Linked DNA regions of Mus musculus: all the other regions are linked to region 3. A link is a contact called in public HiChIP or PLAC-seq data. All regions are on one chromosome and are shown on one strand. Each heading gives the region's core, a stretch centred on a gene start, on an enhancer-like site or on the middle of the called end of the contact. The rest is flanking DNA. Distances are from core to core; before and after follow the strand shown.

Region 1 (4,307 bases), core at 212-2,711, 230 kb after region 3:
AGATGACCATGACAATTAATCACTACACCGGCTCTTAGACACTTTTTAAGATTTAAAGCTATAATGAGCCTTATTATTCTCTTACAGTCACTACTAGCAACACAGTTTTAATTCATCTTAGTTGTAAAGCATCACAGCAACCATCGCCACTCAGAGGGCTGGAGAGATGGCACAGCCCATAAAGGACTTGCTGCTGGTCCAGAGGACCCAGGTTCAGCTCACAGCACCCACACAAGCATATGTAACTCCAGTTTCAGACGATCTGGCACCCTCACCAGGCCTCTGTGGATAGACACTAGGCTCACATGGTTTACAGGCACATGCAGGCAAAACGCCCATACAAATATTCGTTTAAAAGCGTCACTCAGCCTGGCAATAGCCTGATAGCCAGTAAAAACTCTCCGTTGGAAAGGTCTGAAACAGGGCTGTGATACCTCGGAGCTGGTAGGATTTATCAGGCAGAGCAGGGAAGGCTGTGTTTTTATGGCCTGTCGGGAGTGCTCAGACCTATATATCCATTCATTTCTTCAGTCAGTTGACAAGCGCTGTGAATCTACCAGAACAGGACTAATGCAGAAGAGAAAGAGGAGAGGAAGCCTCAGCCTCCGGTTTCAAGGAGCCCTCCTCCAGGTGGGGAGACACTCACGTGATTACTCCAGCTATGACGCACACTTTGGTATCCCCGGTAGTACAGTTGCTGGGAGTGGGGACCCAGGGACACAACAACTCTGAAATGAGTTGTGGAAAGTGCACTTGTAGAGGGCTTCCCAGAGGAAGCTTCATTGGCTCTGGGTCCCAGATGGAAAGCAGATCCTAGCCCAGCCAACAATGTCTGCAATCGCAGTGCTTGGGTGGACGAGGCAGGGGGTAGGAGGGGATCCTGAGTTTGAGGCCATCTTAGGCTAGTTACAGAATTGAGGTCAGCCTCAACCATGACACAAGATCCGGTCCCGAAACCAACTAAAGAAAGAACAAAGGAAAGGCGTAGGGGGACCGACAGATCTGCATTGTTGGGTCTGCTGAGCAAGCTCAACCTTGCAGAGACATCATTTTGAAGTTCCTAAAACAGAGGATATGATTGGCCTACCCTGGATCAAGTGTTCACACGGGTCCAATCGAGTGCAGTTTTGGGGAACTGGGGGGGGGGGGGATAGTGGCTACAGTCTCCTCTCAAAGTGGCGCTAAACCGACCAGCTGCCTTGACCATGTACTGATTTTGTGATTCCAGGTTCTCAGAATTTGTGTTTTATTTCAAATTCCCTTCTCCAGGGACAAAACGCAGGCCTGAGTGGTCCTTTTAAGCCTGTCCCTGTTGGAAAGAGCACGGGAGTGACTTGGTCACATGGTTCAGTCCCCAGGCCCACTCCTCTCGCCTCCCTCCTCCACGGAGCCACACTGCCCAAGTGTGCCTCAGAGGCAGTTGAGCAAATCCAGATGGTAGAAAGCCCCATTCCCAGGAGGGCCCGACAGCTGCTGAAGGATATTGCCTTGGAGGGAGCCTTGTTTTGTCATCAGTGAGTAACTGGAGGCGGACTGTGGTTCAGGTTTCCATCCAAATGTGGGGGAAGAAGGGAAGGGGGAGGGGAGCTGACTAGAGAAATGCAGATGCTGGAGAAGTAGCCATGTGTTGTGCCCTGCCACATAGTTACCTTGTTGTTAGACAGGCCCTCCCACGCACGCAGACCATCTCCCTAAATGGACATTTCTTCACCCACCGCTTTAACTTGTGATAGAAGGAACTTAGCTCGGCCACAAGAGATTTGTTTCCCGCTCCAAAGTCACACTCCTCTCTGGGTGTGGGGCATGGGTCTTAACATAACTCCATCTAACCACAAGGACTTGAGGATGGGGGAGGCAATATTCCTTCCTCGCCAAGTTTTCTCTCCTTATCTCTCCTTCACATATCCCACCCCGGCCCACAGCTTCTGCAATGTTCTGTCCCTCACCCTCCCTGTAATTTATGGACGTGCTTTGCCTGGAAGAGCCAAAAAGCTAAGGAGGTTATATTGTCGTGCCAAGACACAGGACTTACTTGAGCCTCAAGAAGACCCCAAGCCCTGGTTCTGACAACCTCTACTCTTGTAACCTCAGTCAAATGACTGCCTTTTCTTCCAGGTTCTCTTCCTACTCTCCCATGGCTCTGTCTGTGCCTGTATCTCCGAGCATAACCTTTAATCAGATCTGCTAACCATGTCCCAAGCTGCGCTATTATCAAACTAGACACATAGCCAATATCCTCCAAATATTAAAATCTAACATCGGACTGTGAAATTAGAACAATTATACCAAACTGTAAATACCAAGTGAGGCATTTCACACGATTTGTAAAATAAAGAGTAAAAAGATTACTATAGTGTACTATAAAGGGTAAAAAGAATAAAAAATAAATAAATAAAATTTCAAAGTTGCAATCATGCTATTATAGTTTTGTTGCTTTTTAGAAATATGTGGTTCTGTTAAATGGAAAGGTTTGGAGTAAAGGGTTTTGTGGGGGGGAACTCAGCAGGGTTTCACAAATCACCAGACCTAGTCTGCTTCTCCTCATGGCGCTTTTTCTCCTTGTTTTATGCTTGATAGGTTTGTTGCCGGGGATAAGGGCTTTAAATCAGGGCTGCTCAATTTCTACACCACTGGCACTTTGGCAAGCGAATACCCAGAAGCACTTATGCATATGTACTAGTGACATTTGGAAGCCGGAGAAGCCTTTGTTTGGGGAGGAACATAGTAAAACACCCAGCAGTGTCCCTTGCCCTCTGCCCATCAGCTGCCAATAGCACCCTCCCCTGGGACGGAACAGCTGGAACGTCCGACATACTTTTTTCTCTTGCATCCTTGTTCTGAACGTTCTTGGTAATTTAACTGTATGGGCCTGGGTCCCTTAAGCGTTGCACTCAGTCCTGTCCAGAGATGGGTTTTGCTGACTTGGGTTTGAAGTACATGCTCTGTGAATGCTCTGTCATTGACCTGCAGCCTCAGCCCATGAGGTGACAGGTTAGCTACTACAAGACAATAATGGGGCATTGTGGGGTGCTCTGCATGTAGGTGTTGTATTTCCATCTAGTTAAAGTATCTTTCTTAATTATCTATCTATCTATGGTAAGAACTTTCAAAATCCTCTCCTCTAGTTTTTTTTGTTTGTTTGTTTTGTTTTGTTTTGTTTTAATGGATGGATCATTATTAAATATAGTCACCCTATTGTACAATAAATAACACACCAGAATTCCGTGGTCCCCTCCCACCTTCATGCCCACTGACTGGCTTTCCCCACCCTTTCCCCCCACTGACCCAGGCCTCTGGCTGTCACCATTCCACTGTCAACTTCTGTGAGATAGTTCTGTGTGTGAGAGTCTGGTTTGGTTTTTTCTATGATTTCACATATGATAGAGAACATGTGGGATTTGTCTTTCTGTAACAGATTATTTAGCTCAGTGTTCTCCAATTCCATCTATATTTATTGCAGATACCACTATTTTATCCTTTCTGTGGCTGAAGGATGTCCCGCGGTGTATATATATGTACCATGTTTTTTTGTTATCCATTCATTAGCTACTGGACACTTTTGGCTGCTTCCTTTTCTTCTTGCTATGATGCAGTAAACATAGAAGATGTCTATTCAACACACTGCCTAGTTTCCTTCAGATGTATAAAGAGAACAGTGGAGTTGCTGGGGAATACAGTAATTTTATTTTTATTTGCCTATTTCTCAGGATCTGTAATATCATTTTCATCTCTGTATTAATTTACACACACACACGGTTTTGTGCAGTTTGCGAGGATTCCCATGTCACCACCTCCTGCCAGCACCAACTTTCCTGTGTCTTTTGGGTGGTTATCATTCTTGCTTGGGAGGGACAATACCTCATTGTGGTTTTGATTTCTGAGGTTTGGTGATGTTGGACATTTTTTAATGGCCCGTGTGTCATTTGTACGTCTCCTTTGGGGCAGTGCCTATGCAGGTCTCCAGCCTGCCTTTCAGCTGCGTGATTTGACTCACGTCACTGTCGTTGGAGTTCCTGTCCCTTGTGAATGCTGGCCTCTTGTCACAGGCATAGTCTGCAAAAGTCTCCCATTCTGTCTGCTCTCTCTACTCAGATTCTGGTCTACTTCGTTGAGAAAAAGGTTTATAGGTTAACATGGTCTGGTTTGTTCTACTTCTGCTTCATGTGTTTTGAGGAATCGTTACACCTTGCTCGTTCTGGGAAAACTTTCCCCGAGATTTTCTTCTGGCAGCTTCAGAATTTGCATTTAAGTTCTCAATCCATTTGACCATAACTCATTTTTTTCTATCTTTTTTCTTGTTTTTGAGA
Region 2 (4,175 bases), core at 649-3,148, 170 kb after region 3:
TTAGGGTAGAAATCTGGTTTGGTTTGGTTTGGTTTTTTCTAGGAACATCAGTGGAATGATCTCAATGTCATTACAAAAGATCTAACTTTTGACGGTGGGTTTTCGGATGCTGTAATCTCAGATGGATGTAGAGCACATCAGTCCAGCCCTTGATATCAGCATCCTTGAGCACCCCTCAGCTCCCAGTTGGGCTGTACTCAGACACCAGTACAAGGTCTCCTGGGAGCACTCCCTGTGGTCAGAACAGCACAGGCTTTGCCCAATGGTGTTCTTATCCCCCTCAGATCTCAAAGGACTAGAAGAAAGGCAAAGAATTAGAGTACCCATTACTATATGCTATATACTTACCAACATACGCAATATTACCAATTTGCTGTTCGGACAAGTTATCCTGACTTAGCTTGTATCTGTGGGGGTGAAAAGCAAAGATTTGTTTTATGCTGCTATGACAAGACACCTGATGCTGAAAACCTTTAGAAGCAAAAGGGGTCTAGTTAGCTCAGAGTTTGGAAGACTGGAAATCCTAGGACAAGCAGTTCTATGTGTTTGCCTCTGGGGAGGGCCTTCTGGCTAAGTCATTCAGTGATAAGTGACACCTCTGGTTAGAAGAGTGTGTGGGAGCAGCAGTAGTAGTGTGTGCAGAGAGGATCAAGCCATGAGAGAAGCCGTGAGAGCTCACATGGGGTTCACACTCGCCTCTGCACAGCAAGTCACTCTTGTTGAAGATTCTCTGCTTCCTCTAGTTCTAATCCTCTACGCCCCACTTCCTGAATACCTACCACTTTTCAGTATGGTTGCACTGGATGGGAGGTTTTGGGAGACACTATCCCATCCAAAGCCAGGATTCATCGCTGTGCCCCCAGGCCTGTTGTCTTTATTTGCTTTGCAACAATTAATAATAAATGTCAAAGAAAGGCAAGCAGTCTGTTTAAGTACCCTTCTCATCTCTGTGGCAAAACACTGCCTGAAACATCTTAAAGGAGTCAGGCTTTATTTTCCATCACATTCACAGAAGGTTCTCATGAGTGGTGCTTCTAGACAGTAGGGAGGCAAAGCATCCTGGCAGTGTGAACAACTGGCATGGTCTGTTCCCTTTAAGATACAGAGGATGTGGCCAGAAACTAGGCACAGCCCTCAACCCTTAAAGATGTTAGGGCTCCAGCTCTTCCTACCAGGCCAACTTTTATGGCCACAAGCTGGTGAAAGGGCCTTTGTAGCTGATCTTCCACTATTGGATGAGTGGTGGGGGACTCTCTGGTGTGTCTTCTGGGAGTCCCCAGGATCAGACAAAATCCCCACCTCTGTCACAAGGTCTGTAAACATCCTCATACTTGGATAGCAAAGCGCTGGCATGGTTAGCCTGCTTAATCACTACCCCACCCCTCCGAGGAGAAGGATGATTTCAGCCACTTGAGGAGGGAGAAACAGCCGTGACCTTCCTGCAAGGCTGATGATAACTCACTCCTTATAAGGAGAGGACAAACAAGGGCCCACGCTCAGGGCTCAGGAATGCACCTCTGTGTGTGTTCTTCCCAACTGCGCCCAGTAATTGGACTTTACACCTGAGGGCAGTCTTTTCTGTGGGCAGGAGGATGGGGGACATCCTCCCTTCCCACTGAGGAAGGCAGTAGTGATTACAGGGGGTAATCACAGCCATAAAGAGCCTGAATCAGCACCCCAGTTACACTGAACTTGATGGGAGGACTAAGAAACAAGCTCCCTGTTCACTGTAACGCCGACTTCACAATGATTTACTTATTATTTGACCAAAACAAAGTCAACATACACAGGACCAAAGTCAAACTGAGTTATTAACCACCAGTGACTTTAGCTATTATTCATACGTATGCTCCAGCAGGCATGCACTTAGGGCCAGTTAATATTTCTACTAACTCAGTAACTAAACCATTACGAGAGGCAAGTATTGAAGCTCAGGAAAAAAGGCCATTTTCCTGAGTTCTCTCAGCTGGTAAGTAAGAAACAGCTATGAATCCAACTCTCTCTGACTCCATAACCATCAGAAGCCCCCCAGAGGAGCTACAAACCCCCTAAAGCTCCCAGGAGACCAGGGGCCCCTGGGCTGTGCAGTATGAAGGTTGAGTTTAGCCTCTCCAGTGTGCTTCATGAGGAATTCCCAGAACTTAGGGACCAAATGGTGGGGTGTGTGTGTGTGTGTGTGTGTGTGTGTGTGTGTGTGTGAAGTTTACTTGCAGATATGTGCATATGCATGTATAGGCTGGAGGACAACATTGCCTGTTGTTTCTCAAGACTCACCCACATGTCCCTCAGTGGTGAGTAGGATAGGCTGGCTGGACAAGGAGCCCGGGTGTCTTGCCTGCCGCTGCCTCCCAGAACTGGGATCACAAACGCACAATGCCTCTTTTGGCTTTCATTTTTTTCAAAAGCAGGTTTTGGAAAGTGTCAGGGAATGCTTCTTTACCGCCTTAGCTATGACCCAGCCCTGTATTCCCTGCTAAACTGCCCTCCCTCTAATCACTCTGAAAAATACAGAACCAGAAAGCCAATCGCTGTAGGTTTCTTCTTCACTCAACACTGCAGAGCCCAGCTGCGGGGCCGTCCGAGGTCTTTATGTGAAATGCATCATGTCTCAGCCTCCTTGCGGAGTTGGCCTGCCAGCCTGTCCTCTGGCTGTTCTCACAAGCCACCCATGTTGCACCCTTTGGCTGCCCTCTCCCTATATTCAGTGCATAGTTGTCCAGAAAGTCTGCCCTGCCGTGACCCCCATTCTCTATTCATTGTGAACTTATTGCATATGCGAGACACAGTGCTGAGCTCCTGGGGTCAAGATCTCTGCCCTCTTGGGCAGATGCTCAGGACTGGAGAGAAAATAGCTACTGGTTTATACAATCAATCACTTTGCTGTGATTATATAAGCCCTTTAGAAATTTCAAAATTGCTAAGAGTGTGTCTGATGGAAACAGGGATGCGGGGCCTGCTCAAGGCTAGGATTGAGGAGATGTCTTCTTGGGGAAGAAGAGAAGATAGCCAAGGCTGAGAGAGGGGGAGGGAGAGGAAGGGGGAGGGGGAGGGGAGGGGGAGGGAGAGGAGAGGGAGAGGGAGAGGGAGAGGGAGGTGGCAGAACAAAGTCAAGAGGTCATCAGGAAGGGCCTCTGTGGAGCCACCTTCAGAATTCTACAAACGAGGAGCTTACACTGAAGGGTTTAAGTGGTGAATTGTACAAGTGCAGAAACAGAAGCAATGAATGATGCATGTGCCAATGGATTCTAAATGGTGCTGAGAATTAGCGAGGAGCTACCTATGGGGGCCTTTGGTCTCTCTCTGAAATAAGCTAAGTTGGCAGTAACTGGAAGGTGGGATTTGGGGAGACTCTCATATACGCTGGACTTGAATTCAGTATGGAGCCTAGAATGACCTTGAAGTTCTCAAATTCTCAAATTCCCCTGCCTCAATTTCTGAGGTGCTGAGATGACATACATGAGTCACCAGGCCCATTTATGGGGTGCTGGGGCTCAAACCCCAGCACCGTGTGCACTCCAGGTAAACACTCTACCAACTGAACTGCATTTCTAGGCCCAAAGATCAACTATTAAAAAGGCTACAGGAAGGTTTGTTTTTGAAGATTGGTCTGGTAATTCTGCCTGTCACCGCTACTAGAAGTCTGAAGCTAGAATTCTGGCATTGTTACTCCACACGAGTAGCCCACTCAGGCCTGCTCAGAGAGGAAGATCTGGATACCCTGTTAGGGCCAGCTGTGGGAAGGATGGCACTAGAGAACATGGTGTCAGGATCCCAGTAATGGATGCTATTGTCCAGGTTGCCCCCGTGAGCTGCTCTCTAAGCTTACAGAAGGCCGAAGACGTTCCAGATGTTCTCCTTGGAGTCTGCCACGGTAGGCCACCAACACTGAGTTCTTTGGTCCATCCCACATGAGCAAGAAGGAACTGCATGTATGGTCTGCAGGATTTCTCTGATCCTAACACTAGGGCTTAGTCACTCCAAAGGAATCTGTGGGTGACTTGTTCTGTGCTCCCAGGTGAGGCTGACAGACATGGTCTGTGGCCATGACTCTGGGCTAGTAGGGAACTTGAGGAGAAATGGGAAGAAGAGGGAGAGAGAAATGTACAAGAACTTTGATGAGCCTAATGGTGGAAGACAAAGAAAAAACCAGTAGCTTGTAACTGAGGCATGATGGT
Region 3 (4,257 bases), core at 580-3,079:
TCTTGAGTAAGGGTATTTTGTAGAATATTTTGTCAGTGAATTATTCTTGCCTTTTTTTTCCTGAATGCTTTGAAATCTATTTTCTTTCTTTCTTTCCTTTTCTCTCTCTCTCTTTCTTTCTCTCTTTTCTTCCTTCCTTCCTTTCTCTTTCTTTTCTTTTCCTTTTTAAGATTTATTTATTTTATGTATATGAGTGCACTGTAGCTGTCTTCAGAAACCTGAAGAGGGCATCAGATCCCATTACAGATGGTTGTGAGCCACCACGGAGTTGCTGGGAATTGAACTCAGGACCTCTGGAAGAGCAGTCAGTGCTTTTAACTGCTGAGCCATCTCTCCAGCCCGAAATCTATTATCCTACAGATGATGTTTTCAATCAGTTTTAGGAACTCTCCTTTCATTATTACAAACTCTTCTCCCCCAAGTTTCCAATGCTTTTATACTGCGCTGCAACTCACTAGTGAAACAATGCCTACCCAAGTCCTCCCACCTGCTAGCAGACTCCTTTGGCCTTAGGGTGTAGCTTTGACGTCATCCTATTTGTCAAGTGTTAAGGAAAAGTTCTAGGAAAATTCTAAATTCTCTTATTGGTATTCTCATAGCACTTAGTTCACTTCTCTAAGCTGACACTTAAACTCATCCATATTTTTCTTCATGTTTTTCTTCTGCACCAGCCTCTGGAGAATAAGGGATTGATTGTTCATACTTGTATTCTCTGTGCCAGGCATACCTAATTACCTAAGTGATTCCCAGGGTAATGGGAAAACACACAAACGGCATATGGAGGATTTGGTACAGGCTCTACTTCTGCGTAACTTAGACTTTTGACGATTGTTGAGCACCTGCACACAGCACACACCACGGTGTGTGGTCTTTGCCATTCTCATAACCATTTAACCATTCACACAGAGAAAACACCTAGGCATCACTGTTTCATTGGTTCCTTTTATGCGTAGGCAACATTTATATATTTTGTGAGGTTTTAGAAGCTTCCTTTCTGACACTTGCTTCTCGACAGTTTCTTAAACTGAAAACAGCCATTCATTAAGTTATTGTGCATGCGCTAGACTAAACGCTAGGGATAACACTTTCTGCATGATAGGGGTGGGACAGGAGAAGAATGCTGTAATCTGTAAAGTTCGTCTGCTTCTGGGAGTAAGGCCAGCATTAATACAACGCACGATTGTTATTTCTGAATGTCCCTTTGCAAAGAACAGAGTTTCTCAAACTTTCTTTGACCAGACCTAACATAAAGAAATACATTTTTTTATCGCCATCCTTGTACATATCTACCAAAAAAGAGTAATTGTTTCTTAAAACTCCTTTTTGTCACGCACTCTGAGCTTTTTCCCACTACATTATTTTTATAAAAAAATTAACAGAGTGGTGGACCCGTCCTCCCAAACCGATTTTACAGAACTAGAGACCTAATCCACGGCGACTTGAAATAAGATTATCTGATTGTAGTCTTTCTTTTCCAGGTCTCCCTTCACTCCTTAAGTTGCAAATATTGACCTTTTTAGTGATGGGGCCGTTCCCCTCCTCCCCCGGCTTCTTTAAGAGGGTGGTACCGACCCATCCAGGGGGTGGCGGAGGGGCAGGGCCCACGGAGTCCGTGGCGCAGGCCCGGCCCGCTCTTCCAGTTCTTGTGAAAGAAAGCTAGGGTGTGTGCAAGCAGAGATCGCAAGGCCGAAGCGTGGGCTGCTGGAGACCGGCGCGGAGGACTAGCGTTGTCTGCCCGCCGCGTTTCCGGCCGAGTCCGCGGGGGTCCGCGCGTGCGCAGAGCGTCCCCCCGGGGAACGACCCTTTCGATCGCCCCGCGCCCGCGCGCGCGCCCGGGAAGCCAAAGTCCACGGTGGGCTCGGCGCGGCGGCGCGCGCCAGGGGGCGTTCCCGCGCGGCCGGCCCCGCCCTCTCTCGGCGCCGAGCTATCCTCCCAGTTTCCCCCGCGGTTCCTGCACTGAGGTTGTCGCCGGCGCGTCCCCTATCCCGCGGCTCGCTCGCCCTGCCGGTGCCATGGCGGCCTTCAGCAAGTACTTGACGGCACGGAACACCTCGCTGGCGGGGGCCGCGTTCCTGCTGCTCTGCCTACTCCATAAGCGGCGTCGCGCCCTCGGCCTGCACGGGTGAGGCTCGCGGCCGCGCCGCCTTCCCCGGGCCCGAGCGGGGAGCTCCGGGCGCGCGCCTTGCCCTTCTCTCCCAGGTCCCGAGCTGCGCGGGTGCCCGCGGAACCGGGCCAGCGGTCCCGGAGCCCTGCGGCCCTCAGCCTGGCGGCCGCCGCGCAATCTCAACACCACGGGAGGGAGGAGGACACGCCGCGTCCCTGCGCCCCCGCGCCCCCTCACCATCTCCCCGTGCATGTCAACTTTATGGGTGCATTCTGGTTTTGCCATCTCATCGCCACTGAACGCTAAGGTTTGCGTTCGTTCGGGATGGGCATTTTACTCGCCAGCTCGACTCCGGAGTAGTGGCGGTGGATAGTAGCCAGGGGCGTTCCTGGGGTTTTCTGGGTCCAGTGGGCACGATTTTCTTCTAAAGCGGTGCCCTCTTTTTCCGGAATTGGTCAGTGAATGCCCTCATTTGGAAAGGTTGAATTGGCTCAGCGGTGTGTGGAGGACAAAGTTTCCTCCGTCGACTTTATAGGTGAAAGGTGAAAGTGTGTTTTAGGTGAAGATCACTTGTTAATTACACCATACAGCTACCTGCCTGGAGAGAATGTTAAAGTTTACTTTGAACTTTTGGGAGATTAGGAAAGAAGGGAGAATTGAGTTCTGGGGGTGGGATTACAGGCACAATTTTAACTTCTTGTCGCCCATTTGATTTCAGCGAGCGACAAAGAAAAGGTTACTTCCTAACTAAGCATTCTTACTAGTGTTTGGATATTTAGTGTCCAATCTTAGAATAATGCTTTCATGCATTTTATTTCATCAACCCTCTGGGTAGGTACTATTTATTGTCTCCTGCTTTTGGTTTGCTCGGACTATCTTATTATTAGAATTTGGCCTAAAATACTAGCAGAGAGCTCCATGTATCCTTTCATGAAGTATTTTCTGTCTTATCTACTTTGACTTGCTCATTGGCTGCAGCATTGGCCCTTCTCTTCCTAAATCAGCTTTACAAAATAATGATATGCCTCTCCTTCACATACTATTCGTCCTTTTTAAGGGTTCTTGGAGGGGGACGATTAATTTGAAATATTTTTCTATTAGATCGTGCCCTTTCTGAACTCTCATTTGGGATTAGAAGTTATCAGTTACTTGGAATGTGCCGATAGAACATAGTAAATGCTTTACATTTAATTACTTGAATTAGTCTTTGTAGGGAAGCGTTTCAGCGCCTAGAGTAGGTATTTTAGTAGTGAGGGAACTTGACTGCTAACAACTCTGACTGATTTAAAAGCAGTTCTCAAGCCGGGCATGGTGGCGCACGCCTTTAATCCCAGCACTCGGGAGGCAGAGGCAGGCGGATTTCTGAGTTCGAGGCCAGCCTGGTCTACAGAGTGAGTTCCAGGACAGCCAGGGCTACACAGAGAAACCCTGTCTCGAAAAAAAAAAAAAAGAAGAAAAAGCAGTTCTCTTTACTGGGACACTGTATACATACAGAAAACAATATGCAGCATAAATGTCAGGTTTGCAGGTAAAAGACACCTGTGTAATCAGTGCCCAGATCAAACAGCAGACTGTTATCAGCACCCAGAAAACCCCTATGTCCCTCTCCAGTCACAGTCCAAGCCAACAGCTCTACTGGGAAATAATAGCAATAGAGGTGACATGGTATAACACAGTTTATCTTCCTAAATAATTGAAGCTGTTCATCTGCCATTCAAAAAATCTTTTTGAGAAACTTTGTGAACTTTCTGAAGATAGAATTATGCAACAGGTAGTTTACTGAACAAAATAGAGTTGCTGATCTTTCATTGTCGGATGAGTAGCAAAATCTTTGCTTTAGGCATTAAACATTTTGAGGGGTGAGGATGCAGATTATGAGCAGATAAATTCAAAGCATACATTATTGAGATAAAAATGATTGAGCTTACATAAGTCACTACTATATAACTACAGGTTATATAGGCATATATCTAATAATATTAGAACATGAATATATATATACATATATATATATATATATATACACATACACACACACATATATACACACATATATATGTATTAGATACTTTGTACTTTCTTATCTTTCAGTCCCTATCTTTGGTTTCACAGTCTGGAAGTTCTGTTTTACTGGCCTTTGGGTCCATTTGGTA

Evidence for each region. HiChIP or PLAC-seq counts read pairs in DNA pulled down with a chosen protein or histone mark.
Region 1: an H3K27ac HiChIP or PLAC-seq map of embryonic stem cells shows a contact between it and region 3, with 6 read pairs. The contact joins the enhancer-like site here to the promoter of Abcd3 in region 3. A contact is called at or near these places in 4 of 39 promoter capture datasets (the C10 cell line, the HPC-7 cell line, HPC-7-derived erythroid cells and 2 more), 1 of 15 datasets of contacts at CTCF or cohesin (the NIH/3T3 cell line), 2 of 484 Hi-C or Micro-C datasets (embryonic stem cells and nephron progenitors) and 4 of 115 datasets of contacts at active chromatin or transcription factors (embryonic stem cells, large pre-B cells and pancreatic cancer cells).
Region 2: a FOXA1 HiChIP or PLAC-seq map of pancreatic cancer cells shows a contact between it and region 3. The contact joins the promoter of A730020M07Rik here to the promoter of Abcd3 in region 3. A contact is called at or near these places in 2 of 115 datasets of contacts at active chromatin or transcription factors (bone marrow-derived macrophages and pancreatic cancer cells).

Annotation. Positions count from the first base shown.
Region 1 is chr3:121,586,470-121,590,776 of GRCm38.p6, reverse strand. All of the region lies in intron 3 of Gm33485 (a long non-coding RNA gene), which reads left to right. Among named protein-coding and RNA genes, the nearest start is that of Gm33708, 4.3 kb to the left of the region's middle. Within about 2 kb of position 1,461, at least 96 of the 459 cell types and tissues checked have an H3K27ac peak or open chromatin away from gene starts, as enhancers often do. A contact at or near this core is called in the NIH/3T3 cell line, embryonic stem cells and nephron progenitors, where this site is marked.
Region 2 is chr3:121,644,176-121,648,350 of GRCm38.p6, reverse strand. A730020M07Rik (RIKEN cDNA A730020M07 gene) reads left to right here and starts at 1,898. Exons shown (of 3, transcript NR_036458.1): 1 at 1,898-1,969.
Region 3 is chr3:121,812,874-121,817,130 of GRCm38.p6, reverse strand. It overlaps Abcd3 (ATP-binding cassette, sub-family D (ALD), member 3), which reads left to right and starts at 1,829. Exons shown (of 23, transcript NM_008991.3): 1 at 1,829-2,122. The coding sequence starts at 2,013.